Regions from separate parts of the Mus musculus genome. Here regions 2 and 3 are each linked to region 1. The links are chromatin contacts, called in public HiChIP or PLAC-seq and promoter capture Hi-C maps. All regions are on one chromosome and are shown on one strand. Each heading gives the region's core, a stretch centred on a gene start, on an enhancer-like site or on the middle of the called end of the contact. The rest is flanking DNA. Distances are from core to core; before and after follow the strand shown. Region 1 holds the start of Plcl1 (phospholipase C-like 1). Region 2 overlaps Plcl1 (phospholipase C-like 1). Region 3 holds the start of Mob4 (MOB family member 4, phocein).

Region 1 (4,746 bases), core at 808-3,307:
CAACATTATAAAGAACCACTGCTTTTATCGTAATGTATTTTAAACTACAATGACTATTTGCATACACGCAGGTCCACATATTGTAATCCAGATGTATCTGTTTCCTAATTATGATACTTGCCAGACAATACGATTTCTGACTTGTAGTATTAACGAAGGCCATTTCTCCTTTATCCAAATTCACATTCAGAATATAAGTCTCTTTGCGCGTTATGGAAAAGCACAGATAAACAAACAAACTACTACAGGATATTTTAAATTACCATCCACTTTTAACATAGAAGTCTCCCTGTACCTTTTTAATTTCCATGTGTCCATGCTGGAGAAAAATCATAGATAGTGCCTGGAGATAGGTGAATGTGGGCACAAACACTGGTGCTGCTAGCGTGGGAAAGAAGACACGCATTACATCGCGATTGCTTGGTTTAAACCTAAGCAAGCTTTCTGAATGTATGAGCCTATCCAGAAAGAATAATAGGTGGCTCCTAGACCTTTTGCTGTCGCCTGTGGTGTACTGTGTTTATCACAGATGGGTGGACATTCACACTGACTGCTTTACCAAGATCAGCTTTAATCTCACATGTACGTAGTATTCACATAGATCTATGCTAGGAAGCCCTATTCCAGGGCTCTTACCTGAAAAGATTACTCCAAAGTCATGCACCCAAAAGATGAACTTTCGAACATGGGAAACAAGTTCAAAGTGGAAGACAGAAATAAATAAATAGGGCGAAGAAAGGTTTACAATTCCTTGGCAGATGGATAAAGGCAAATCCTCTGGGGGTGCTAGGGGAGTCTGGGAACGTTTTCCCGGATGTGTGTTTTCTGCAGCGCAAAACCTCTAAGCTCTTCCTTCATCCTTTCTATGCTGCAGCGTCCGCTGCAAACTCTGCCTGCCTATCTGCAAAGTTCAGGCGTTTCAGGATTTCAGAACCATTTCTGTATGGGGGAGATTTCCCACACACAATTAAAAGTAAGCTGTGCTTTGCCTTTGCTGTTCGGGAAAGCTAGCTCTCCGCTGGAGAATGCACAGCCAGCCCGCAGGTCTCTGCATTTATCCCAAGTTCACCCTTCCTCCTCCCATCCACCGGTTAGTGAGAAAATGAGGGAAAGCATCCATCAAACCGCAGAAGCGCAGAGAACTTTTCCTCCGCTGTCAGAGAGGAAGTCACTTCTGCTTCTCAAGGCCAACAGCTGATTCTGGGAACCTCCGGACTAGGCAGGAAGGTTTGGCGATGAAGGAGGTGGGAGAAAACAATGCCCAGCCTGCGACGCCTAGGGCAATGAACATCCTGCCCAGGGGCTGGAGGGGGGATGTCCCCTACCCACCCGGCACCCATACCAGGCTCTGGGCCGCTGCTGCTCCGCTTACCTTGATGATGCTGCTACGCCGGGGGGTCGCTCGTGCAGCCTCCAGGAGGCCGGCCTCGCTATCCGCGGGGACCCCCGCAGCGCCCGGCAGCGCGACCCCACTGCGACGGTCCCTCATCCGGCCCCCCAAGGCCGGGGGTGGGGCGTCCCCTGAGGCAGCGTCGGCGCCGGCTCGGGGGTCGTCTTCGCCCCCGGCAACGTCGAGAGGCGCCGGAGCCTCCCTGCTAGCCGCGCCCTCAGCCATAGCCAAGCACGTTTTAGGCTCCCGGCGAGACAGCACGACCGCCAGCGGCGTCCAGCCCCGGGCACGGGTGCGCTCAGGCACCAGAAGGAAACCCCGCTAGACTTTGTTTTAGCGCGCCACGGCCGCTGCAGTGGCAGCCACAACTTTGTAGAAAGGAGACATCGCTCCGGCAGAGGCGTCCTCGGGCTGTGGTCCAGGAGGTCAGCGGGCCGGCGCGGACGGGCGGCGGGGGCGGGGAGAAGATGTGAGCGGGAGGGAGAAGCAGGCGAAAAGCAGCGGGAGGTACTGGAGACGCGAGGCGAGCGCCGGCTCTGTGCAGACAAAAGGCAGTGGGCGCCGGAGCCAGGAGCCTCGGAGCCGGGACGTGCGCGGCCGGAGCGGCGACTGCGGATCGGCCACCAGCCACCTGCCCGCCGACCGCAGCACGGCGGCCCCAGGAAGTGCGGCGGCGGGGCGGCCTCCACTCCGCTCGCCTGTGACAGGGAGGGAAGACTTGTTTTGACAGCCCGTGGGGATTGGCAGGCTCCCCGGCCTCTCAGGAGCCGAGGCTCACCGAGGGGGTTCGGGCCGACCAATCCTCACCGCGGAGGGGTGTGCCCGAGCGCGAAGAATGGAATGTGTTCTGTTGCTCGGAGCCTGCCCAGCCCAGCTGGCCCCGGTACTAGGCGAGGATGCGCGCGCCAGTGTGCGCACCCACAGGCACTCAGAGTACATTTTAGGAAGTTTAGAAAGGAGACGAAAGCGGCCTGAAGGTTCAAGAAATGGGACGCGGGTGGGGTGGTTTGCGGGCGGCAGTGAGATGACGGAGGAAACACTGCAAAACAGCAAATCTGGAATAAAGAAGATGTTGAGCGAGAAGGTTAGAGTGTTTGGAGGGGTGTAGTAGTGACACTTGGCACAGCCAAGGGTCAATCACTGGCTCTCCTGCCAATCCTTAGAAGTGAAGTCCACGCACTAGGACCCTGGAGTTCCACAGTTTGTCTCGGGTTCTATGAGCGGATTCTACATTCACTCAGTAATCTGAGTCAATACAACAAGGAGTTGGGTTTAAGGGGTAGGTAGGGTAAGAGGAAGCAGAGCAACGAAAACCCTGGGAACGCCGCCGAATGAAACACAGAGATGATGGAAGCCACATAGCGACAAGGTCATTGGCAGGTTTAGTCTCTACCCTAAACCGTTCTCGACGAGGGTCCAGCCTCCTTTCTACATATAATTCTAAATCATTACATTTTGCTCCTTCCACCAAGCTAGTAACCAAGAGGAGAGCAGGGATTCGGTAGCATTAATCACACCATGAGCAAATGTAGACAATGGCTCTAAGGTCCCTGGAGAGTTGGACGACGTACTGAATCTCACTTAGATCATTAAATGCATTTAAATTACTAATTATTTCATAATTCAAGATTTTACTTCTTCCTTACGTGGCCAATAGCACCAAGAAATTTTTCAGCCCTTCAGGGCCAGAAATTTATTAAAATTCTAGCATTTTAAGGATGAGCTGGGGTGTTAGGAGTCATCTAGGGCAGCTCTTTTATTTAACAGAGGAAATGAAAGCCCAAGGACCTTGTCTACTGACTGGTTAGTACAGACACTAAAATCAGATCTGCTACCCAGTTCCTTCCAAGCTCTCTTCACTTTTTTTATCTGGCTCCCCTGGGGCTACAACCAGTCAAAATTGGATGGGGCTCTTGGGAGAATTCACATTTGACATTTACCATCTCCTAGGGAAGACTGGAAAGACTTGACTTTACCTTTTCTTTAAATATACGTGCAACCCAGAAATGAGTGTCCTCTAGATGAGAGGCCAGCTCTGGTTTTAGAAGCAACACTGCCCTCTAGTGAGATGTTGAGAACTACAACCGAAATAGCAAGCGCTTCTTCTCATAACTGTTACATAGAAAATATATTTTGTCCTCAGAAGTATAGCCAATTTTAGGCTACTGTTTTTCTGATGCTCTCTCATTATTACACCTAACTTTGTCTTTTACAGATGTCAGGGTGTCTGCTTTCTGATACTTTTGTCAACTTGCCACTTGTGAGCTGTCCTTTGAAGACTGTAAAGCTGCAGATATCTCCCTCGTCATTTTCCTATATGAGTCTTATATACCAGTGTTTCCTATCCTACAGGCTTGTGTGCCTTTATATCCATATATATTTTTTCCATACACATTTACATCCATATACCCATATATGATTATATATTTATATCCATATATATTTACATCCATAGAGCATATGGTTTGCAAAATGTTTTGTTTCCACTCACGACCGACCAGTTGCACTCCATCTTCCCTTCCTTTGCACTCGTCCCTTGTGACCTTCTGCGAGCACAAATGCACAGAAACTGCTGAAGACTCTGAGCTCTTCAGGGAGGTTGTCTAACTCACTCGGCCTTGAGAATATTGGAGTACATCTAAAGGGTCTTTCATTTCTGCTGTCTCCTGCCATAAGCTCAGAAGGCTTCTCCTGCCTGCCATTTTAAATTTAAAAATGCCCCCATGTGCCTGCTTATCTCACAGAGGCAAGAAATCAGAGCAAGAAGAGACCAAGGTCACAGTTTCCTGCAAGGGCATTCTCCTGATGCAAGAAAAACTCCCACTAAGTCCCAACTCTTACGGTTCTACCACCTCCCAAGAGAGCAAAGTTGCATGGGGTTTGGGGGACAGTCAAGATCCAAACTCTAGGAGCAATGGGGCTGGGGCTGGGCCTGCTGCAAGACATTGTCATAACCAGCATGAATGACATTGGGAGTGGAGGAACCATTTTTTAGTCTCCAGGACAATGGTGCCTGGATGGAACTTACTTATTATGAGAAACGCATGTAGCAGGAAGAACACGGGCTCTGAAATTACCATCTAGCACATATCTCTGATTCTCTTGCTTTTTAGCTGGTTGTAGCTTTCAGCAAGCGACTTCAAGCCTAATTTAAATTATGTTTTATTTATTATTTTGTGGAGAGTGGGGGGGGGGGTGTGCGCACATGCGCACCGTAGGTGTGTGCAGAGGTTATAAGATAACTTGGAGCAATTAGTTCTCTCTTCCAACCATGTGGATTACAGGAATTGAAATCAAATTGTCAGGTTTGATAAGTGCTTTCATCCAGTGAGTCACATAGAGACCTTGCAGGCCTC
Region 2 (4,746 bases), core at 922-3,421, 310 kb before region 1:
GAAGACAATGCATGGAGATGCTCTCAAAATATACCCAGGAATGAGGGAGAATAATGAGAGATGGGGAAAGATGCGAAAATCTCTGTCCCAGCTCTCACCCAGTCACTCAGACAAGAGTCACCTGTCTTACAATTGCACCAGTTGTATAACATACCAGACATGCAATGGGTGCCAAACAATAATTGTTGAGTAAATGAATACAGATTATAAATTAGTCATCAACACCATAAAACTTGTGAAGGTTTAGACTGAATAAACTGTTGTTTTACACTAACACCTTCAATTTCCAAAGAGTAATGCCCAGTGTAACGGAACATGCCTGTTACCACTGCCTGTGGGAAGCAGGGTCAAGAAAGTGACTGCAAGTTCAAAGCCAGCCTGTTTGCCTGGCAAAGGTCAATCAGAAATATATAGTGAGGTGTAGGCCACCCAGGGCTAAACGGCAAGAAAGAAGAAAAAAGATCAAGGAATAGAAAAGAAGACAAGGGAGGAGGGAGAAAAGACAGGAGAAGGACTTGTGGGCTTAAAACAATTCATCAAATGGCCACTGGTGGCCAGGGGCAGTGCAGCTATCAAGTAAAAAAATTCAGAGAGAAATCCCACATGAACCCAACCTAATTTTGTCTTTTTCAGCATTTACAAATGTATTATCAGTTGAATTTTTATTCTCAAAACTCATCAGATGTTCCAATGAGTCAAATCATAGACAAAACATTTTTTCTGACACTCAAGCAAGAGAAACATTCTCAGAGGCTGGACAAAACCCACATTTAACCTAACCAACATATGTTACTGCTATAGTCTGGAACGTAAATGGCCCCCAAGTCCCATGAATTAATGGCTGGATCCCCAGGAAGATGCTCATAGCAGGTGAAGGAAGCCTCCAGGAGGTCTTCATGGCACTTCAATGGGGCTTGGATGGAATCTCTCCCTCTTCTTCCATTTCAATTCCAGCCATGAGGTAAAGAGTTGACTTGCCCAAGTGCCCTGAATATTGTCACACAGCACTCCACCAGAGACCAGTAATCAAAGTGTTTGCCTCATGCGCACTAGAACCTCTAACAGGTTCTAATCTCTCCAGTCCAGCAATTAACACCACTCATCATCCTCATTCTGGAGTTCCCTGGCTCTGTCTCTTATTCCCTCTTCCATTTCCACACATTAGAAACTACCTGGCCTCAGTTCTCATTTTCCTCTCTGTTGATCTCTTCTCTTGGTATTTTCATCCCTTCTTAGATTCATCAAACATTCTGTACTCCCTACAACCATTTCATAGCAAGGCTCACCACTCTCAATTTCAGTGGTCCACAATTGTGGTTTCCAAGGTAGGAGGCTCATGTTCCCTGTGGCATGACATGGGGGTGCACAAGATAGATATTTGATGTGTGAGGTGAAACAGGACTTTTTAACATTTATTTTATTGTAAATATGAAAAACATTAATTGTGATACCTCACTAAACTAAAGTCAAGTGTTCCCAAATGGTAGCTAGGGCATCACAGGGAAAGAAAGTAATTTCATGCTGGAAAGAAGCTGAAAGACAGTTGCCACTCCCATGTTTCTTCCAGAGAATCCAACTTGCAAATGGCTGTAGAGTGGTAAACTGATCCCGTTTATATTATAGTACTCTAAACTGCCTGGGCTCCAACAGGGAAAATGAAAACAACTTCACAAACCCAAGCAAATAGCACCTTAAAATAGACTCTCCATAATTCCTTCATTCCTTCCCCAGACATGATGTGAGCTGAAAAACAATGATGGTGTGATCAAATCTTCCAGGCACACTCACAGAACAGAAGAAAACTGTACACTAGCTTCTACTCTTTACACACACACACACACACACACATATGCAAATATGCTAGTATTTTACTATGCATATACAGCTTATGATGAGAATATTTGCACAAAATGTAAAAAGAATGCTAAGTATTATTTCCTTGACCTTCTCAATCCACTCCCAGGCTCAGGCTTAGACTCAGGGTAGGGAGTTTGATCTCTCTGGGCAGCACCATGCATGCTCTCCCACCTTCTGACTTTTCTTGACATCAGCCAAAGGGACCACTACCAAGTATCAAGAGTAGAAGTCAGTAGAGCAAAGGGGTTAGATAGCTACCTCGACATGGTTCCTTCCCTGCTGGCCTATGGTTTTAGAACTTCCTCTCTGCAAGGCTCCAGACAGGGCAAGTGTAGAAAAGTACTGAGTGCCAGAAAAAGCTGCCCCTTACTTCATTGGGCCAGGGTTCCACCACAGATTTCCACTGTTGCTAACTGCTGGATGCTCACCACCCACTGTAGCCAAGCCCTTTTTGTTCCACGCTCCCTGACCTTACACACTTGCCATGTATAAAATCTCTGAGCCAGCCCAGCCTGCATATCCTGTGTTCAGGCCCAGCTTGAGAAGTGTAGATCTCACCACTCAGCAAAGAAGTTTCTTTTTGTAGCAGAAGACCATTACAGAACACTACTGCTGATCAAACTATAGAGAAAACCTGACTGTGCGGGGTGCCCAGCCCCAACTGACAGATTTACAACACAATTTTTATACTTTATACTCAGGAAATAGCACAGAAGAGGGGGCAGAGCCAGAAGCCCAGGAAGCCTGCTGTGAGAGTGAATACATCTTCTAGATAGGACAGGGAAGCTGAACTGATGAATGGTAAGGTATCATCCTATCATGACTCAAAAACTCTCCACAGATGCTAATTTTCTGTGGAATTCCATTTAAATTCATAGTCCCACCAAACTTTCTATTTAGAGCCACTTTAAGGATAGTTTATCACAGACAATACCATTTTGCAGAAAAAGAATATGAGCTGAGAGCTTATTTGCCTAACAGCACAGGGTTAAAGAAATACTTGAGAGTGGAACCCATGGATTGTGAGCACCAGACCTGAGCTTATGTGTTACTCTGAGATCAGTGTGAGCACCAGACCTAAGCTTATAGGTTTCCCTGCAATTAATGTTAAAGGTTGAGTTTCTACTTCAAGAACAAGTTGGGGAGCATCACTTAGCAGCATCCATCAGGCAAATTCATTAAAGTAGAAGCTGGCCATGGCTGCATCTTCTAGACAGAATTCACAACATATGTCAGCCATTATAGGCAGTCTCCATATGCAATAGTTAGAAGTTCTTTCATGCACATCCCTACTTTTTAAGGAAGGAGCTAGACATTTGGACAGGTTTCTGCCTGAGAATGTTTATGAAGCTTTGCAGATCCATTGCTCTTCTCTTCCCGCTATAAGCCATCTATCTTTTGCCTTCTTTCTAGTCAAAAACCAGATCTTGGGTCTCTAGGTCTCTGGTCGTATGATGGATTATCTGTTCAAACTTGATTCTTGATCTTAGAGCATAAGCCATTGGTGTCCTATTCAGGAACATTTTCCCTATGTGTTGTGTGTGTGTGTGTGGGCGGGGGGGGGGGGGGGTGGGAGTTGTCCCTGATGGAGGAGTTGGAAAAGGGACTGAAGGAGCTGGGGGGAGGGGGGAGGGTTGCAGCCTCATGGAGGGAGCAACAGTGTCAACAGGCCAGACCTCCTGGAGCTCCCAGGGACTGGACTACCAATCAAAGAATACACACGGAGGGACTCATGGTGCTGGCCACACATGTGGCAGAGAATGTACTTGTTGGACATCAATGAGAGGAAAAGCCCTTGGACCTGAGGGTGTTCAATCCCCCAGTGTAGGGGAATGCCGGGGCTGAAAGACAGGAGTGGGTGGATGGGTGGGGGAGCACCCTCTTAGAGGAGGGATGGATTGGGGGGGTTTCTGAAGGTGAGACCTGTAAAGGGGAAAACATTTGAAATGTAAATAAAGAAAAATAGCCAATAAAAAAAAGAAAAAATTGTCGTTCTACTTGAATTCTATTAAACGCAGCACCTTTGTTAATGGGACTGCTGCCACTTAGATCTTTGCAAACTAGATGGGGACAGTTCTCTGTAGCTTTGAAAGCTCTCTGTTAAATCGGACAAATACAAGCACCATGTGTAGACTGACATCTCTTTGATTTTAAGGACTCAACCCCTTGAACATAGCCAATTCTCTATGAAACAAAAACAAATATAAACCTTGGAATCCCTGCCAGCTGCTGGGAAGCCGGCAAAGATGTGCTCCGTGTGCAGGGCCTAGCCTCAGGTCACACTACCCAGCCTGACTTATGACAGCACAAGACAACAGAACCTGAGCAGAGCCGACCACATCCTCTGTCTCCACATTTGTGGTGGTGACAATTCCACACCATTACTGCTTTCTTCATAAAGGGTTCATTATATCTTCTCAGTTGTTCTACTTCCAAAGTAGCTGCCAACTAACCTTGAGGAATTGCTTGAAATGCTGGTTTTTACCCAGCACTTAGTACAATTTATCTCATTCATACAAAAAGCCGGGTGGGAAGATTTTATTAACTTCTCTGGTTGATGTGAATACCCGCAAACAGTGACTTAAGGAAGGAAGGTTGTTTGGGTCACTTAAGGAAGACCAGCTGTTGTTAAGGAGAAGGTATAGTGGCAGGATCATGGGGCTGCTTCCTCACCTCCAGGGGGACCAGAAAGCCTATGGAGGGAGATGTGGGCGCTGGCCACTATTTTTCTTCTTTCTTTTCTATTCAGTTTGGGACCCTGACACTCTTTTGCATGTCACCCACATTCAGAGTGGACCTTTACCTTCAATTCATCTTCTTTCTTTACAGATATATTCAAAGTTGTACTTTCTTCCTGCCCTGGGTTTCTTACTCCAACCTAACTGACAA
Region 3 (4,746 bases), core at 1,211-3,710, 270 kb after region 1:
AAGTCAACACGTTATTAAATGTTTTGCCACATAACTATGACATTCCTTAGACACTTAGGAAAAAAGTAAAATCCAGCCTAATGCTCTCACTCACCCGGTGGTGATGACACATGCCTATAATCACAGTCCCAGGGAGGCAGAAGCAGGTGGCTCTGTGAGGTCCAGGCCACATTTATAAACAAAGAGACAAATACATGTGCTCATTTAATTCAGTCAATAGATGCTAAAAGCCACCCAACTAGTGTCTATGTTCTGGTCTCACTTTTAAATGTTCTACAGCACATGCCTGACTCTGGCACTCAGGAAATGGAGGTAGGATGAGAAGTCACTCTCAGGCCCTTCCCTCTCCGTTCCAGACTAGCCAGCCTGGGATACATGAGACAATCCCTCCCCACCCCACAGCAGGAGCTATGCCACATACTACTCATGTGTAACATAGTAACACAATATACAGCGTTTTGGAACAGGCCTATTTTAGTGAAAAAAAGTTATGTGATAAACAGAAAAGGTTGGTTAAAAAGCAGTTTTTTCTTTTAATTCTCTTCTATTACATTTTATTTAACCTTGTCATAAAGTGGGAAAATGAAAAAGTCTGCACATGACTTACTCATAACAACACAGCAAAGGGACATATTGCAGTGTTTAGTCTGAACAATTTTTCAAAGTTAAAAATTTTTCATCTAAGGATATAGCTGAGCCATGAGTACATGCTTAAAATAAATTGTGCACTCTTAATTTACCACAGGAAAAGTCCTGGATGTAATCCCAAGAATTGTTTTTAAAGGAAGCCATCACTTAAAAATTAGAAAAAATGTTGCCTATGCACAATAATAGTTATCTGAAAACAAGAACCCTTAGAAAGAAGAGTTGTTAAATAGTAGAAAGTATACATAGTATACAAATTTCCAACCCAATCAAGGCAAACTGACAGCTCATGACTCAATGGTTTTTGACTCAAAAGCAATTCTCTAGGGCTAGAGATGTAGCTCAATTGATAGGTGTCATTCCCCAACACTGTATAAGCCCTGAATGGTGGTATGTATTGTAAGTCTAGCCCCCAGAGTTTCGGCAAACAGAGTCCAAGGTCACCTTCAACTATATAGTATAATTCGAGGGTAGCCTGACTTTGAGAACCTTCAAAATCCATAATAAATAGCAAGTCTCTAAATTGGATGTGTGTGTATGGGGGAGGCAGGTGGATCTCGGAGTTCGAGGCCAACCTAGTCTACAGAGCTACTTCCAGGAAAGTCAAGGCTACACAGGGAAACCCTTGAGAGAGAGAGAGAGAGAGAGAGAGAGAAGAGAGAGAAGAGAGAAAGAAGAAAGACAAAAGAAAGAAAAGAAAAACAGTAACTCTCTAAAACTCAGTAGCATTAAGTATTTTGATTTCCACTTGACCCTAAAAATTACATTTTAACAGAAAAAGTTTACTCAGTACACGGTAAGAGGCAGCAGGCTGGGCAGCAACAAGAACACAGCCTGCTAAAATTACATTTTAAACATATCTCTTTTGATTTTAGAACTTCTACTCAACGACTCAACCCATTTCCAAAGGCTGATTAATCCTATCAAGTTTGAATGTCAACGTGGGTGGTTTTTTTTTTTGGGGGGGGGGTCTTTTCCGTTCTTTTCTGTTCTTTTTTACTGTGAAGCATCCCTGGTTTGCAAGTCCTAAGAAGCACCAATTTACTCCCCATAGTGCCCTACTATTATTTTGATGTATATAATCAGTTCATTCCGACTATTGTCCACGCGCATTAGCATGAATATACGCAAGGAATGACATGTAACAAGTCACAACCTGGTGCCGAAAACTTGCTGGACCAGAGAACAGCTGCAGGGAAGCCGAAGGGAGTGGTGGCAAAGACAAACAACAGGAGGATAACGCAAACTAGTGCCACCTGCATCCGGCTAGACCAACTGGATGGAGCCGACCGGCAGGTACGTCACCGGCCAAGCTTGCTCCCGGTGAGGTGGGCAGTGTTTACAGCCCTCGACGCCGGCGGTCCCGACGCGGGGACAGCCCCCTGGTCCCCAGCTGGCCCACCCCACACCCGGGCGCCGTCAGCTGCCACTCACAGCAGGCAGCGCAGCAGCAGCCGCTGGTGACAAGCGTCAGCCCCGGGCCTCGGCGAACACAGCGGGGTCCTGCGTCTAGCAGGCCTCCAGGGCGGCCGGCGCCGGCTCGGCTGCCTCCGGGGCCGCGGCTCCGGAAGCGCAGGCCAGCCACCGCGGCCACGGCCCCCACCCGCTCGCCCTGGCCTCTCCTAGACGGAGTCCCGCCAGCAGGAGAGCCCCGGCTCGGCCCCGCCAACTCTGTGACAGGAAAGCCGTAGGGACGATACCTGCGCCTTGGTGCCTGGCCTGTTCCGCCTCAGCACTGCCGTCCCCTCCGCCATGACCATAGTGCCAGAGTCTGGGCGGCTGGCGTCGGTACCCGGATGTGGGGGCCGGCAGCTTGCGCGGGGGGCGGGGCACGGCGGGGCTCAGCGCTGCGGCGGCGGGGAGGGGCGGCAGCCTGCGGAACAGCCGCCGCCCGCGCGGAGCACCATGGGAAGAGTGCCGAGCCCGCGGCTCCGGCGGAGGGAGGAGCACAGAATGAACAGCCGGCGGAGCTCCGCCGAGGCCGAAAAGGAAGATGCGACCGGAAGCTGGGGTAGAGAGCCGCTTCCAAGGTCTGTGGTGCAGGTGACCCAAGCCTGCGTCACTTGTGGGTGTTTGTCCTTCAGCTGTCTATAGACTGGAAGGGCAGTTTGCACAATAGTGACCATCTCAGAAAAGCGAAATGAGAACATAATTCTCCACCCCAGATAATCTGGTAAATTTTTATAGAATCTTCATGGATTAACCCAATCTAGAATCAGATTGGCTGGGTCGGTTAAAGGGAAGACAGGAGGTACTGATAAATCTTGCTTCTAGGGTCCTCTTACTGAAAAGCCAAGGACTCTTTCAATGACAAGTTGGTTTCCGTAGATAAAAGACTCAATGCTAAATTAAAAAAAAAAATGCCCATCATGAGATAGAAAGCGCACATCTGTTATTGTGTGTTAGAGTTAAAATAAACTCACATTTTTGCAAGTCGGAAGCAGGAGGAAATGAATAGCCCTTGATGGCTTTTATGAATTCTGTATCTTAACAAAATTCCAAGTTTCTCGTGTTTTTAAGTGTGATGTTTTTTGTGTGTTTTCTTTTGTTGTTGTTTTGGTTTTGTGTTTTCTTTTTTTGGAGACAGCGTCTCCCTGATGTTCCTTGAATTTAAGAGATTTGTTTTGAGTGCTGGGACCAACGGAGTACACGGCATGCCCGGCCAGGCTTAGGGGTTCATGTGTAATCCAACCCAGGTGATCCCACACCTTTTTCTGAATCCCTTGGGCGCATGCAGGTAAAAAGCTTACACACATTAAATAAATAAGCAAGTAAATAAGCAAAACAGTTAAAAGAATTGTTTAGAATTCAAAGCCAGCATGGGCTACATAGAGAGTTCCAGGCCAGGCAGGGCTACAGAGCAAGACTTAAATCTTCTCTCAATCTTTCCCAAAATAAGAAAAAAAACACAGCATTTTTACCAGAATCTTTTTTTTTTCCAAACAAGAAAAGTTTGTTTTGGTTTATAGTACCATGGGACACCTGGTGAGGAAGTTGTGGACACTGGGTAAGTGCTCTTTATAACTTCAAGAGCATGGGGTTCAGAAACAGAGGTCTTAAGCTGGAGGCAGAAGCTGGTATCTGCATCAAGACCCGCCCAAAGTGAGCCACTTCTCAGAGCTGGGCCATGGTTAGAATTACACAACCTCCAAATCGAATCTCAAGCTGAACACCAAGTGTTCCAACATAAGAGCTGCGGCGGGGCAGAGTGGCGCCTTTAATCCCAGCACTCAGGAGGCAGATACAGGCTGATCTCTGTGAGTTCAGAGTATGCCTGGTCTACAAAGAGAGTTCAAGGCCAGCCAGGAGTATGTAGTGAGACCTTATCCTTAAACAACAACAATAGTAAGAATGAACGGAGGAATTCCCTTATTCAGATTGGCCTATGGATATGCCTAGGGAGCCCTATCATTATTAATTACTGATGTGGGGGGCTCAGCCCACTGTGGGTAATACCACCCCTGGGCAAACTGACAAACCCTGGGAAACAGACCAGTGGCCAGTAAGCACTGTTCATTCATGGCCTCTGCTTCAGTTCTTCCCTCCAGGTTCCCACCTTAAGTTCCTGCCCAGCCCTTCCTCAGTGACGAATTGTTACCTAGAAGTGTAATAGGAAATAAACCTTTTCCTCTCCTAAGTTGGTGTTGGTCATTGCTTTGTCGTAGCAACAGAGGAGCAATGTGTCTGAATGCATATGACATGTGTATGCATACAGCTGTCCTTGGAAGCCAGTGTAGAGTGTCAAGATCCCCTGGAGCTAGAGTTACAAGCAGTTGTGAGCTGCTTCATTTGGTTGCTCGAACCAAACCTCTAGAAGGACAGGATTCACAAATTCTTTTTTTTTTCTTAATTTTTTTATTATTTAAATGCATTTTATGCATCAAACATATTAAGAATATGAAGTATTTTGAGAATCAAATAATACACAAAATTGTTCAACTTTTATATTCATATCCTTTCATACCCTAAAAATATTAATGAATATTTAATACTATCCATAACTGAGGATCCTATGTCTAATGTTGAATACTAAATTGTTTCAAAACATACAAAATATTCTTTGGGAATTAAGCGTAGTAAAAGAGCATAAAATACAAAAAA

The links. Promoter capture Hi-C pulls out the DNA fragments that hold promoters and counts their contacts. HiChIP or PLAC-seq counts read pairs in DNA pulled down with a chosen protein or histone mark.
Region 2: a contact with region 1 is called in an H3K4me3 HiChIP or PLAC-seq map of microglia, with 8 times the contacts expected there. The contact joins the enhancer-like site here to the promoter of Plcl1 in region 1. A contact is called at or near these places in 15 of 39 promoter capture datasets (the 3T3-L1 cell line, the C10 cell line, the HPC-7 cell line and 9 more), 7 of 484 Hi-C or Micro-C datasets (the NIH/3T3 cell line, bone marrow-derived macrophages, cortical neurons and 3 more), 17 of 115 datasets of contacts at active chromatin or transcription factors (craniofacial prominence, differentiating embryonic stem cells, embryonic basal ganglia and 12 more) and 3 of 9 other capture datasets (adipose tissue, liver and pancreatic islet).
Region 3: a contact with region 1 is called in a promoter capture Hi-C map of pre-B cells. The contact joins the promoter of Mob4 here to the promoter of Plcl1 in region 1. A contact is called at or near these places in 1 of 39 promoter capture datasets (pre-B cells), 1 of 484 Hi-C or Micro-C datasets (regulatory T cells) and 2 of 9 other capture datasets (adipose tissue and pancreatic islet).

What each region holds. Positions count from the first base shown.
Region 1 is chr1:55,403,257-55,408,002 of GRCm38.p6, reverse strand. It overlaps Plcl1 (phospholipase C-like 1), which reads right to left and starts at 2,057. Exons shown (of 6, transcript NM_001114663.1): 1 at 1,373-2,057. The coding sequence starts at 1,615. It also overlaps the pseudogene Gm8531.
Region 2 is chr1:55,708,621-55,713,366 of GRCm38.p6, reverse strand. All of the region lies in intron 3 of Plcl1 (phospholipase C-like 1), which reads right to left. Among named protein-coding and RNA genes, the nearest start is that of Gm32949, 180 kb to the left of the region's middle. Within about 2 kb of position 2,171, at least 1 of the 459 cell types and tissues checked has an H3K27ac peak or open chromatin away from gene starts, as enhancers often do. A contact at or near this core is called in microglia, where this site is marked.
Region 3 is chr1:55,128,959-55,133,704 of GRCm38.p6, reverse strand. Mob4 (MOB family member 4, phocein) reads right to left here and starts at 2,460. Exons shown (of 8, transcript NM_025283.3): 1 at 2,346-2,460. The coding sequence starts at 2,405.